2 separate regions of the Mus musculus genome follow, and region 1 is linked to region 2. The links are chromatin contacts, called in public Micro-C maps. All regions are on one chromosome and are shown on one strand. Each heading gives the region's core, a stretch centred on a gene start, on an enhancer-like site or on the middle of the called end of the contact. The rest is flanking DNA. Distances are from core to core; before and after follow the strand shown.

What was found. A called contact is a pair of places that touch in the nucleus more often than the background predicts.
Region 1: a Micro-C map of embryonic stem cells shows a contact between it and region 2, with 4 times the contacts expected there. The contact joins two enhancer-like sites. A contact is called at or near these places in 1 of 15 datasets of contacts at CTCF or cohesin (stem cell-derived epiblast-like cells), 13 of 484 Hi-C or Micro-C datasets (the G1E-ER4 cell line, embryonic stem cells and trophoblast stem cells), 9 of 115 datasets of contacts at active chromatin or transcription factors (all in embryonic stem cells) and 1 of 9 other capture datasets (embryonic stem cells).

Annotation. Positions count from the first base shown.
Region 1 is chr5:118,758,492-118,763,379 of GRCm38.p6, reverse strand. Med13l (mediator complex subunit 13-like) reads right to left here. Exons shown (of 31, transcript NM_172424.4): 29 at 4,117-4,278; 30 at 1,982-2,094; 31 at 1-679. The coding sequence ends at 547. Among named protein-coding and RNA genes, the nearest start is that of Gm42015, 82 kb to the left of the region's middle. Within about 2 kb of position 2,204, at least 17 of the 459 cell types and tissues checked have an H3K27ac peak or open chromatin away from gene starts, as enhancers often do. A contact at or near this core is called in embryonic stem cells and stem cell-derived epiblast-like cells, where this site is marked.
Region 2 is chr5:118,432,773-118,438,080 of GRCm38.p6, reverse strand. No RefSeq gene overlaps it. Among named protein-coding and RNA genes, the nearest start is that of Gm30657, 22 kb to the right of the region's middle. RefSeq lists enhancers at 98-2,037, 2,048-3,430, 3,027-4,211 and cis regulatory regions at 1-5,195, 1-5,195. Within about 2 kb of position 2,585, at least 35 of the 459 cell types and tissues checked have an H3K27ac peak or open chromatin away from gene starts, as enhancers often do. A contact at or near this core is called in embryonic stem cells and stem cell-derived epiblast-like cells, where this site is marked.

The sequences.
Region 1 (4,888 bases), core at 955-3,454, 330 kb before region 2:
CTGTCCCCAGACCTCCTGTGTCTACACAGGTGTGCCATCAACTAAAACCCTCCTGACAGGCGGGGGAGGCAGAGGCCCCAGCACTAGATCCTGTCCTGGAGCTGGCTCTTAGTTGTGACACATCCCAGGTTATGAAGTATGGGAGACCCCCAGGCATCCACCATTGGCTAGAGGATTGCATTCAGAGGGCTGGACAGCCTGGTACTAAACAGAGGCTGAGAGCAGGCTCTTGTGCAAAAGGACGGTGTCTCTTCTCCTTGCCTCTTCAGCCACCAACAGCCGCCACTTCCCGGGGACTGCAGGCTGCACATATCACACATTGGCTCAAGTCACTGCTTATGGAAATTTCCAGGTCCTCGTGAGACACGTCAAGAAGTCACTGTGGCAATGAACACTGCAGGAGGAGCATGAGCCTGCTCAGAAGGCGTCACAGTGCGGGGTATAGGGAGTGCTCTAAAAAAGGCCGGGCATTTGCAGAGTGGAGCAGGCTCCCTGGCCAAGGCTGCAGGAGGAGCTGAGGCAGAGGGCAAGCGCTTCCCTTCCCGGTTAGAGCATGTTCATGATGGCATTGTACAGCTGCGTGAGCACCACGAAGTGGACGGGAAGGCAGGAAGTGCGGTCCTGGGTGGCTGGATTGCACGTGAGCCAGGATAGGGCGTTGTACTGCTCCAGCACAAACCTGCCAGGGAGAGCACAGAGGTCAGCTTCTGGGCCACAGGCTTGGGGTGTGTGGGGCCCACGTGGCCCACCCTGCGTCCCTGCACACCAGCATGGCCACCTCAGGGCCTCCAGGATCAGGAAGCCACTGAATGAAAACTGTTTCATGTTGGCTAGATGCCAAAATGAGAATATACTGATCATATTGAATTGTTCAGAATGTAATACTTTACTGACACTCGGCTTTCCAAGTTTCTCCATGTTATTCTGATGTGGTCACTGGAAAAAAATCAACAGGGATGGACAGGGCCTTGCTCTCTATGGCAGGTTAGCCTGATACTTTTGACCACAGCCTTAGTTGTCTGCCTGGGTGTGCATGGGTATCCTAGGTGTGCATGGTTGTACTTAACTTGCACAAGACCCTTGCTCTCTGTTCCATCAGAGACCCTGGGGGCCAAGTTGCTAGTGAGGCACCTGTCCATCGCCCATTTCCAAACCACAGTACATCAGAGAGCACCCAGAAAGGCTCAGCTCTCAAGGCACAGGATAGCTTCTGTCTGCTTGTTGTTTTGAAGATCCAGTCTTGGGTCTGGGGCAATATCTCAGCTAGTGACAGAAAGGCTGAGTGTGTGCCCCAGAACCCGTGTAAAGCAGTGAGCAACAGTGCACACTATAATCCAATAGCAGGAGGAGGGAAGGGGAGAGGAGGTGGACACAGGCCAATCTCAGGAGCACGGTGAGAGACAGGAAGAGACTGGCTGGCATCTGGCACGTGCATCCACATGCACACACATGCACATCCACACAGTGTCTCCGGAGCTCAGGCTGGACTCTGGGCTTGAACTCAGTAAGTAAGTAAGGATGACTTTCAACTCCTGGTTCTTTAGCCTTCTCTTTCAAGTTCTGGGATTACAGGCATGCACCATTAAATTTTATGCCCTGATGAAAACAGTGAAACAGAGTCCGTGCATCTGAGGTGCATTCCATAACAAAGAATTAGTGCTCTAGTCAATCGAACATACTTATCTGTGGCAGAGAAGGTCAAACTGAGTTTTCCATGCAGAGCCACTCCCAGGCTCTGCTCCCTAACCTTTGTTCTTCTGCCCAGGGCTGACACCTGCATCACCTCTTTGGAATAGGAAATGAAGTGTCCCTGCACCTCCTGTGTGGTGAACTGAGTGCACACACTGTGTGTCCCTGCACCGTGGGGAGAAGTGGACTCTGCTGCTCTGCACAAGCAGCAGTGTCTCTGAGCACCACCCTGTCCTGCACTCCTCAGGGGCAAGGAGGAAGGAGCGCCACTTTCCCACTCAGTCAGAGCTACCTTAGAACGTCAGATGTGGTCTTGGAGTCCAGAGGGTGTGGAGCCCGCTGAGAGGTCCTGGCAGGAAGGAGCTCATCGGTCTGCGCTACAGAGATGTGGTGATGCAGGGAAGCCTGGGGAAAGACCCGAGAACTTTGTTTCTTTCCAGGTGCAGAGCAGCACAGTGGAGAATGAGCGCGGCCCCAGCCCAGGCTCCGGCTCCTCAGTCATGCAGAGGCAGGCTGCTGTGTGCCTGAGTCCCAACTGCTGAGTCATCTCCTGGGACACACTACTGTCCTAGAGGTAAGCTCAACACTAGTTTCAGGGGCCTCTCTTTCTGGTCTAACCGACTTCATTTTGCTTCTTGAGAAAACAAGCTGACTGGTGTGTGTGCACTCAACAGCACACACGTGAGGTCAGAAGACAGCCTGGCGCACTGATCCCTGCCACCAGACGCACCCGGCCGGGGCTTGGGGGCTCTCTGACTGACTGGGCCATCTCACCAGCATACCTTGCTTCTAACACAACAGTCGAGCACATGAAACAGCAGTTCCTATGTAGTGCTGTATGCCCTGCCACCAAAGCTGGGACAGTGGCCACTATTTGTCACTTTCTTTTCAGTATTTTACCTTTGAAATATTTTAAAACAAACCAAATACTCTATCATTTCTCTTGTAAATTTAGGAAGTAATGCTTACAGATGAGAACCTTTAAGAACTGTATCGCGCGCGCACACTGAATGTGATTCCTTTGTATCAGCTAATGGGCTATATAGTCAAGTCTCTCTGATGTTCTCAAAACTTTCTCTTCCGTCCTCCAGCTATGGGCTAAGCTGCCGTGAGGGGTGTCGAGGCTCTGCAGTCTAGATGTGGCTCTTCATACTGTGGGGCTTCTCAACCCCTCTACCCTTCAGACCCCTCACAATCCCTACTGTCTGATCTGGAGATTTAATTGCAGGTGCACCTCCAGGGTGGGCAGGCAGAGGACCTCGAGGACAGGCAGGCAGGCGCATTCCACAAGGTGGGCACATAATCAGAGGACACAGAGGCGCTGACTGTCTGCTGTCCCAATACAGACAGAGACTAACCTCCACGAAGGAAACGGCCATTTCCTTCATGCTCAGCTGTCAGGTGAGCAAGGCGCTCCATCACAGCGTTCCGTGCCCGCCTGTGCCTGGTATCTCTGAGTAGAGTGACACACTACCGCCTGTTTGTCACCTCCTGTTTGGATACGACCCTAACAGTCCTGGGGACTCTCCCTGCTCTGCTGACTGACTAGGTGTCCCTCCTACACTGGAGTATTTCCCACAGGTTACTCCATGTCCCCTCCATGCCACACAAGAGTGGCTCACAGCTCTGCCCACTGAGACGACACCAGTGCTGCAGAGCTGGCTCAGCTGGCCCTTACTCACAGCACGGCATGCCGCTTCCCCTCATCTCTTGCTCCCGTCACTGGGCTGGCTTACTCTGTGGCAGGGTTGCTGTGCCCTTCAGCCTTGTTTCAGCTCACAAGTCATATGACCTCCCACCTCAGCCACCTTCACAGCCAGGCATGGGCATGATAAGTACCTACATCATTTCTCACATCTGCCAGCATCCAATGGCTGGAGGTGGGTATGCTGTGCCACAGGGGGAGCTCAGGGCTGTCATCACTCAGTTGACTCCCTTATAAGAGTCCTCTCCCCATGGCTCCCACCATGGTATACTCTCAAACCTCTCTCTCTTTCTGCCAAAAATGAGAAATGGATGCCCTCTGAGGCTCCTTTACACTCTGCACGTGTGGGCCTTGTTTTAAGGGCACAATCAATAAAAGCCATACAAGGAGGAAAACGCACAGATGTGAAAGGTTTGAATGGCCCTGGCTCTGCTCTATGGAGGACGGCTCCAGTATGCAGCCAGGTAGGACTGTGCTGTGGCTTCCTGGCAGTCATCAGTACCGACTAGGAGAGTCAGGTTGTGTGAACTCACTTCTTGACAGCAAGTCGGGGTCCCTTTTCTGAAGTCCACTCTTCTGTAACTAAAACCTCCTCAGACTTTAAGTGACAAGTGACACAGGAGCACAAAGAGCCTGGGTCAGCGAAGAGGAGATTTCTAGCTCCAACCAAATGAAAACACATGCCAGAGACTTGTCTTAAACCCCAGCGTGCATCTACCAACCTTCAGGAAGAGTGGGCACTGGTTCCGGGCCTGGGGGCACGATGACCAAAACCACTGCGGGAGGTTCTCCGCTTTGGCAGTGGACACAAAATACCCAAGGGCCAGGGGCTGCTGCTTGAGTTCCTCTGGAGCCTCCCGAGACAGAAGCCGCTCTCCCTGGCTCTGAAAAACAAGGCCCAAAGCACAATGAGCATCACCAGGCACTAACAGCAGCTTTCATCTTGACTATGCACACTAGTGACAGTCCCCTGCCTGCAGTACCTCCCACCAAAGCCCTTGGGGACTAAGCAATGTGACCTGGAATACACAGGTCTCTGCAGTGAAGTCAGGCATCTGACAAACACTATCGACCAGACAAAGGTTTTGGAAAAATGGATACAGTGATCCCAGAAGCACAAGGCACCCGCTCTGGAGCTGTGTGTCACTGCATGCTGAGATGGAAGACCCCAGCATCCTCAGGGGCATCTAGGACCCCTAGAGTGCACCTGCTCTCCATCATCACCTTCCCTGGATTAGAACTGAGCACCACAGCTCAGAGTCTGCAGGGAGCAATGCTCCTGCCACCCTGTGTGCTCGCTGTGTGGGAGTGCTGAGTGAGTGTGCTGTGAGTGAGTGTCGTGTGCCTCTCGGAGTCTTCTGTGCCTCTCTGCATCAAGCACTTCCCACCTGTCGGTGACTACTGAGATTTAAAAGGTGCCTTTAGTACAAGTAATGGTAAGTGGTCAGTTTGTCTTTAATGTCTCCTATGTAGAGAAAGAAAATGATCCTTATT
Region 2 (5,308 bases), core at 1,336-3,835:
GGCAGGCCTGGTACCTGGCTGGGAAGGAGATTTCTCAGAGGAACCCTTGAATTATCAGCAGCTTAGCTGGGACTGAGACCTCAGAGGGAGACGACTTGTTCAGGAGGGAGAGTTCTGTGGTAGCTGTCTTCGTCTTGTAACCCTCATTCTCTGGCCTTAAGGTGGGTGCTCCCTCTGCTCAGATCTGCAGCCACCAGCACAATGTCAGCCTGGATCTAACACAGGGGCATTTAGACCAGCGGTTCACAACCTGTGTGGATCTCGACCCCTTTGGAGGTCCCCTTAGATATTCACGTTACCATTCATAACGGTAGCAAAATTGCAGTTAGGAAGTAGCAATGAAAATGTATGTCCACAACACGAGGAGCATCATTAAAGGGTCACAAAGTTAGGAAGGTTGAGAACCACAAGGCGTTCCGTGCAAAAAGGCTAGTTGAGCAGTTGGCAACGTATAGGATCATGCAGCAACTTTGCTTTATAGAAAAAAAAAAAAAACATAAAAGAGAATTGTATGCCTAGGGCCAGGCTGACATTCTATCCAGACCATTAACGAGTCGGAGGAACCTGTTTGCTCTTGGAACCTTCTACTCTAAAATAGGAGCCGGGACGGAAGTTGACAGATCAGCTTTGACCAGGGGAGGGTGTGGGACAGCTGAAGGCTTGAGGGTGTGTGTGGGTGTGCTGATTTTCTAAGACTGGAGACAGCACGTGAATGAAGATTCTCCCTACGGCTTTGGGGGACGATGGGGGGAGGGGGGCTGTGGGGAGAGTTGGGGAATGCCACATCAGACATTCCATCCCTCTGAGTGGGCCTCTAGGCCTGAACCTCAGGTAGAGAATTGAGAAAGAACTTCCCGCTTTGGTCCAGCGCCCCTCCCCCATGCCCCACCCCGGTAGCCTGGGGGCTGTATGTTTTACCTGCAAGGCACTTAACTTCTTCGAGGAGTGTCCTTACCTACAAACTAGAGGTCAATGCGGTGTGTACTCCCATGACTTGGGGACACAACTGGTGTTGGCTCTAGTGTCTAGACCTCTTTAATTTTAAGCACGGTGGGCAGTGATCCGGTGTACGGCCGCGCTGTAGGTACTGAGCAGGCGCAGTTCCAGTCTGGAAGTCTGTCTCTAGGTTTTCATCTGGCCTCTACTCTGCCATTCTACCGGCAGCTCCCGGGCAGGTGGGGAGGAGGCTCTAGCCTCGGCCTTCCTCGGGCTTTTAAAATGTAAATCTACCCCCTGCAGCCCCCATACCTCTTGGGCTAACTGCCTGCGCCAGAGCTTTTCTTTCACCGGTAGGGGCCTGAAGCCAGGGAAGTGGCTTACTGGGAGTACCAGGAGGAGCCCATTGAAAGACGGGGCCCTCCTGTGTAGTGTGGACTCCACCTGGCATTCCGGATTTACAGAATGGGCTGACGGGATGTGAGTGGTTGGAGCTGGGGAGGCTGTGACTATTGACAGCGTGAGTCCTGGGGTGCAGCGGGAGACCAAACAAACAGAGAAATGACCTTCAAAGATCAAGGTGACAGTCAGCATCACCCACTGTGCAGGTTGGGTTTATGTCAACTTGACACAGGCTAGGGTCATCTGAGAGGAGGGAACCTCAGGTAGAAAACATCTTCCTAAGATCTGGCTGCGTGCAAGCCTCTATGCAGGGCATCTCCTTAATTAATGGTTATTATGGGGGTGGGACAGCTCATTGTGGATGGGGACCACACCTGGGCTGGTGGTCCTGAGTTCTATACGAAAGCAGGCTGAGCAAGCCATCAGGAACAAGCCAATAAGCCGCATTCCCTTCATGGCCTCTGGATCAGGTCCGGTCTCCAGGTTCAAGCCCCGTTTGACTTCCTGTCTTGACTTCCTTCAGTGACCGCACAGTGCCACATAAATCCTTTGCTCCCCAGGTTGCTTTGGTCATGGTGATCCACCACCGCAGTAGTGAGCCTAAGACACCTGTCATCTACTCTGTAGGGTTGTCACCCAAACCTGCCGTTTCTGCGGTATGATTATGAACCACTTAACAACAACGACACCACAGATGAGAAAACTGAGGCACAGAATGTTGGCATGACAGGCAGAGTCCACAGGCCAAGTTCTCTTCGGCTTAGCTAGAGATTGTGTGTGTGTGTGTGTGTGTGTGTGTGTGTGTGTGTGTGTGTGTGTGTAAAGACGTGATGTAGAAGCTACGGGTGCCCACAAGTCTCTTCTGGCTATGATGGTGCCTTCAGTGCAGCCAGGCAGAATTCAATCCTTGGGCGCTTTCCTAAATTTAAGCTCTAAACGCCACCCTGGGGGCATCCCTCCATGCTTTCTCTTTCTCCTTGTTATGTAGATGAAGTTTCTCCAGGAATCCTCCACCCTACCTTTCTCCTTTCGGACTCCCCTCCCCTCTATTGAGGGGAAATCCCAAAGTTTATCCTGCGTCTGAAACAGGCCTGGCTGAGGTAGAGCTTTGGGGCAGAAAGGGACAGAATTTAGGAACTGGCAGACCGGAGGGTTTGTGGCTACCTCAGGGTTTTATCTCTTCACACTCTCCCCCTAAGCTCAGCAAGCGGTGTTCCCGCCTCCGCAGCCGCTCAGTCCCACCTGCCCACCTGCTGCTACTTACAAATGGCCTCCCTGCGCCTCCAGGCACTGTTTATCCGCTCCCTACACACCCACCAGCTTCCCGGGGACAGGAAGAATTTTATCTCTAGGGCTGAAAATGCACTCTCTAAGGCCCAGGACCCAATCGTCTTTCCTTCCAGTACTTGGCTCTAATCCACTTACTAGGCATTCAATAAATCTCGCGGAGTGCCTTAGAAATGGCTTCAATGAGAGCGCAGTCTGGGCTGTGGGCACACTCCAATAGGAAGGCCACAGCTACGGGCCCAGCTCCCGCACCCCAAATCTGTCTTTTCCTTTGTGGTTATCTGGTGCATTCTGGGAATGTAATCAGACACCCTGGGTGCCCAATGATCTCATCCCAGCGGTTCCTACCCTCAGCTTCAAAGTGGCAATTGCACGTTTGTTTATTTGATTGGTTGTTAATATGATTGAGTTATGGGCTGGTTGTTTGATTTGTTTGAGAAAAGGTATCCTTTGGCTTAGGCTAGCCCAGACTGGCCTTGAACTTCTTTCTAATGCCTCCACGTCTCAAAAGTATGCACCACCACCCCTCATTTGCTTTTGTTTTGTTCAACTGGTGGTGGGGAGGGGCCGGGACTGAATCGCTTATGTAGCTCAAACTGGCCTCAAGGCTATGATCCCCTGCCTCAGAGTGCAGAATTACACTGATATGTACCGCTCGCCCCACTGTTCTTTTGAGACAGAGTTTCACTTCTATAGCCCAAGCTGGCCTTAAATTTAAGGGCCTCCTGCTTCAGCCTCACAAATACTGTGAATTTCTTTCATTATATCCAATGAGAGAGCAAACCTGAGGTTTGGTCCTTCCTTTGATAGGCCTCAGAAGAGCTGAGAGAGCTTGAACATATGAATCTTTGAATGGGAGAAAGGACCAGCTCCTGGTAGGTTGTTCTCTGATCTTCACATACTCATTCCATGAACACACAAATAAATAAAGAACTCAAAAGTTAAAAAAACAAAAACCAAACCAAACCAAACCAAACCAACCAACCAAACCCCACAAGGGCTGGAGAGATGGCTCAGGGGTAAGAACACTGAACACTCTTCCAGAGGTCCTGAGTTCAATTCCCAGCAACCACATGGTTGCTCACAACCATCTGTCATGGGATCTGATGCCCTCTTCTGGTGTGTCTGAAGATAGCTACAGTGTACTCCTATACGTAAAATAAATAAATCTTTTTTTTAAAAAACCCCACAAAAGTTAAAATGTGTAAACAAAGTAAATAAAATAGCCAATAAAAATTTTAAAAAGAAACAAAACACCCTCCAAACAAAAAAGTAAGTTTTTAAAAACAAATTCACAGCCCAGAAAAAAAAAGAAAGAAAATGAAAATGTGAGAGAGGAGAGAGAGAGAGAGAGAGAGAGAGAGAGAGAGAGAGAGAGAGAGATCCAGTTGCTAAAAGCATTCACTGTTCTTGTAGAGGATCTAGGTTCAGTTCCCAGCATGGTCACCTCTAACCCAGCTCCACGAGACTCAACACCCTTGTCTGGCCTCTGAGGACACCCACATGCACTGCACACACACATCAAAAACTGATAATGTTCATATTTACAGCCAAGAAGGAAAGACAAAGCACAGTTGTTGGGAGAGAGTGAGGCTATTTCTCATGCCCCTGGGAGCCTCCTTCTCTGCCTCAGGTGACAAGCAGGTAACAAAAAACCACAGACTGCCTGCGCCACCTACAGGGTCCAGAGCCTGGCGTCTGGATAAAGAACCAAGAGCAACCTCTTAACTCAGTTGTCTGCCCCTCTTGTGACTCCAAAGTTAGGATATTACAGAACAAAAGTCTATAAATGGCTTTTTATGGAGAAGGACAGGAAAAAATGTCAGAGAGATGGCTGGAAGTGGAGGATTCCGGTCCTACAGGCACAAAGCTCAGGGTGAGATACCGGGGCACAGAGGAACCCTCTTGCCTGAAGGTACCTTTGCTAACACTCAGCTGAGAAGCCTCTTTGTCTAGTGGGAGGGCTAGGGGTTGGTTTGGCTGATGGAGATGCCCCAGGGGTTTACTGGAGTCTCTTTGGGCAATTGTGAAAGCATGGTGTTTGGGTGTCAGAGATAGGGTTAGAGACCAGGAAGCTCCAGGATTCAAGATGTGTTTCTGAGCAAAGACTGGGCTGGGCTAGGAAACACTGGGGTGGGGTGGGGGGTTGGCATTGGAGATTGTCATGTGGGCAACTGCTACTCCTGGCTTTCTGTAGACTTCTTCCAAGGCTGAACATCACAATCCCATCTGTAAAATGGAAACAAAGAAACCACCTGGGAGGTAGAGTGTCCAAAAGAAAGGAAGGTCATCTCTCAATGCAGCTCTGCCAGGCTGAGTGAGCCCCAGCCTGAAGGATCTGGACCCAAACAAACCATGGACCTCTGTGATGGGTCTCTCTGCCCTGCAGAAGTAGCCTGATGTCACCCCACCTTCATCCTTCCTCCACTCCTGTCTACATCATAACTCAGCCCAGCTGCCAGGACATCTGGGTTCAAATCCAGACCTCACCTCTAAGAATCAGTTTTGACGCATCCACTCTGCATGTACCTTCCTCCCTGCCTGAGGTCCTCCACTTAACGGTCAATGACTGCTTTTTAGAAATTTTGATGTAAAAGTGTTAGGCTCTTGGTACACACCTATAATTCTAGCTAGCCCTTTGGGTTGCTGGAGAGAGGCAAGTAGATTTCTGTGAATTTAAGGC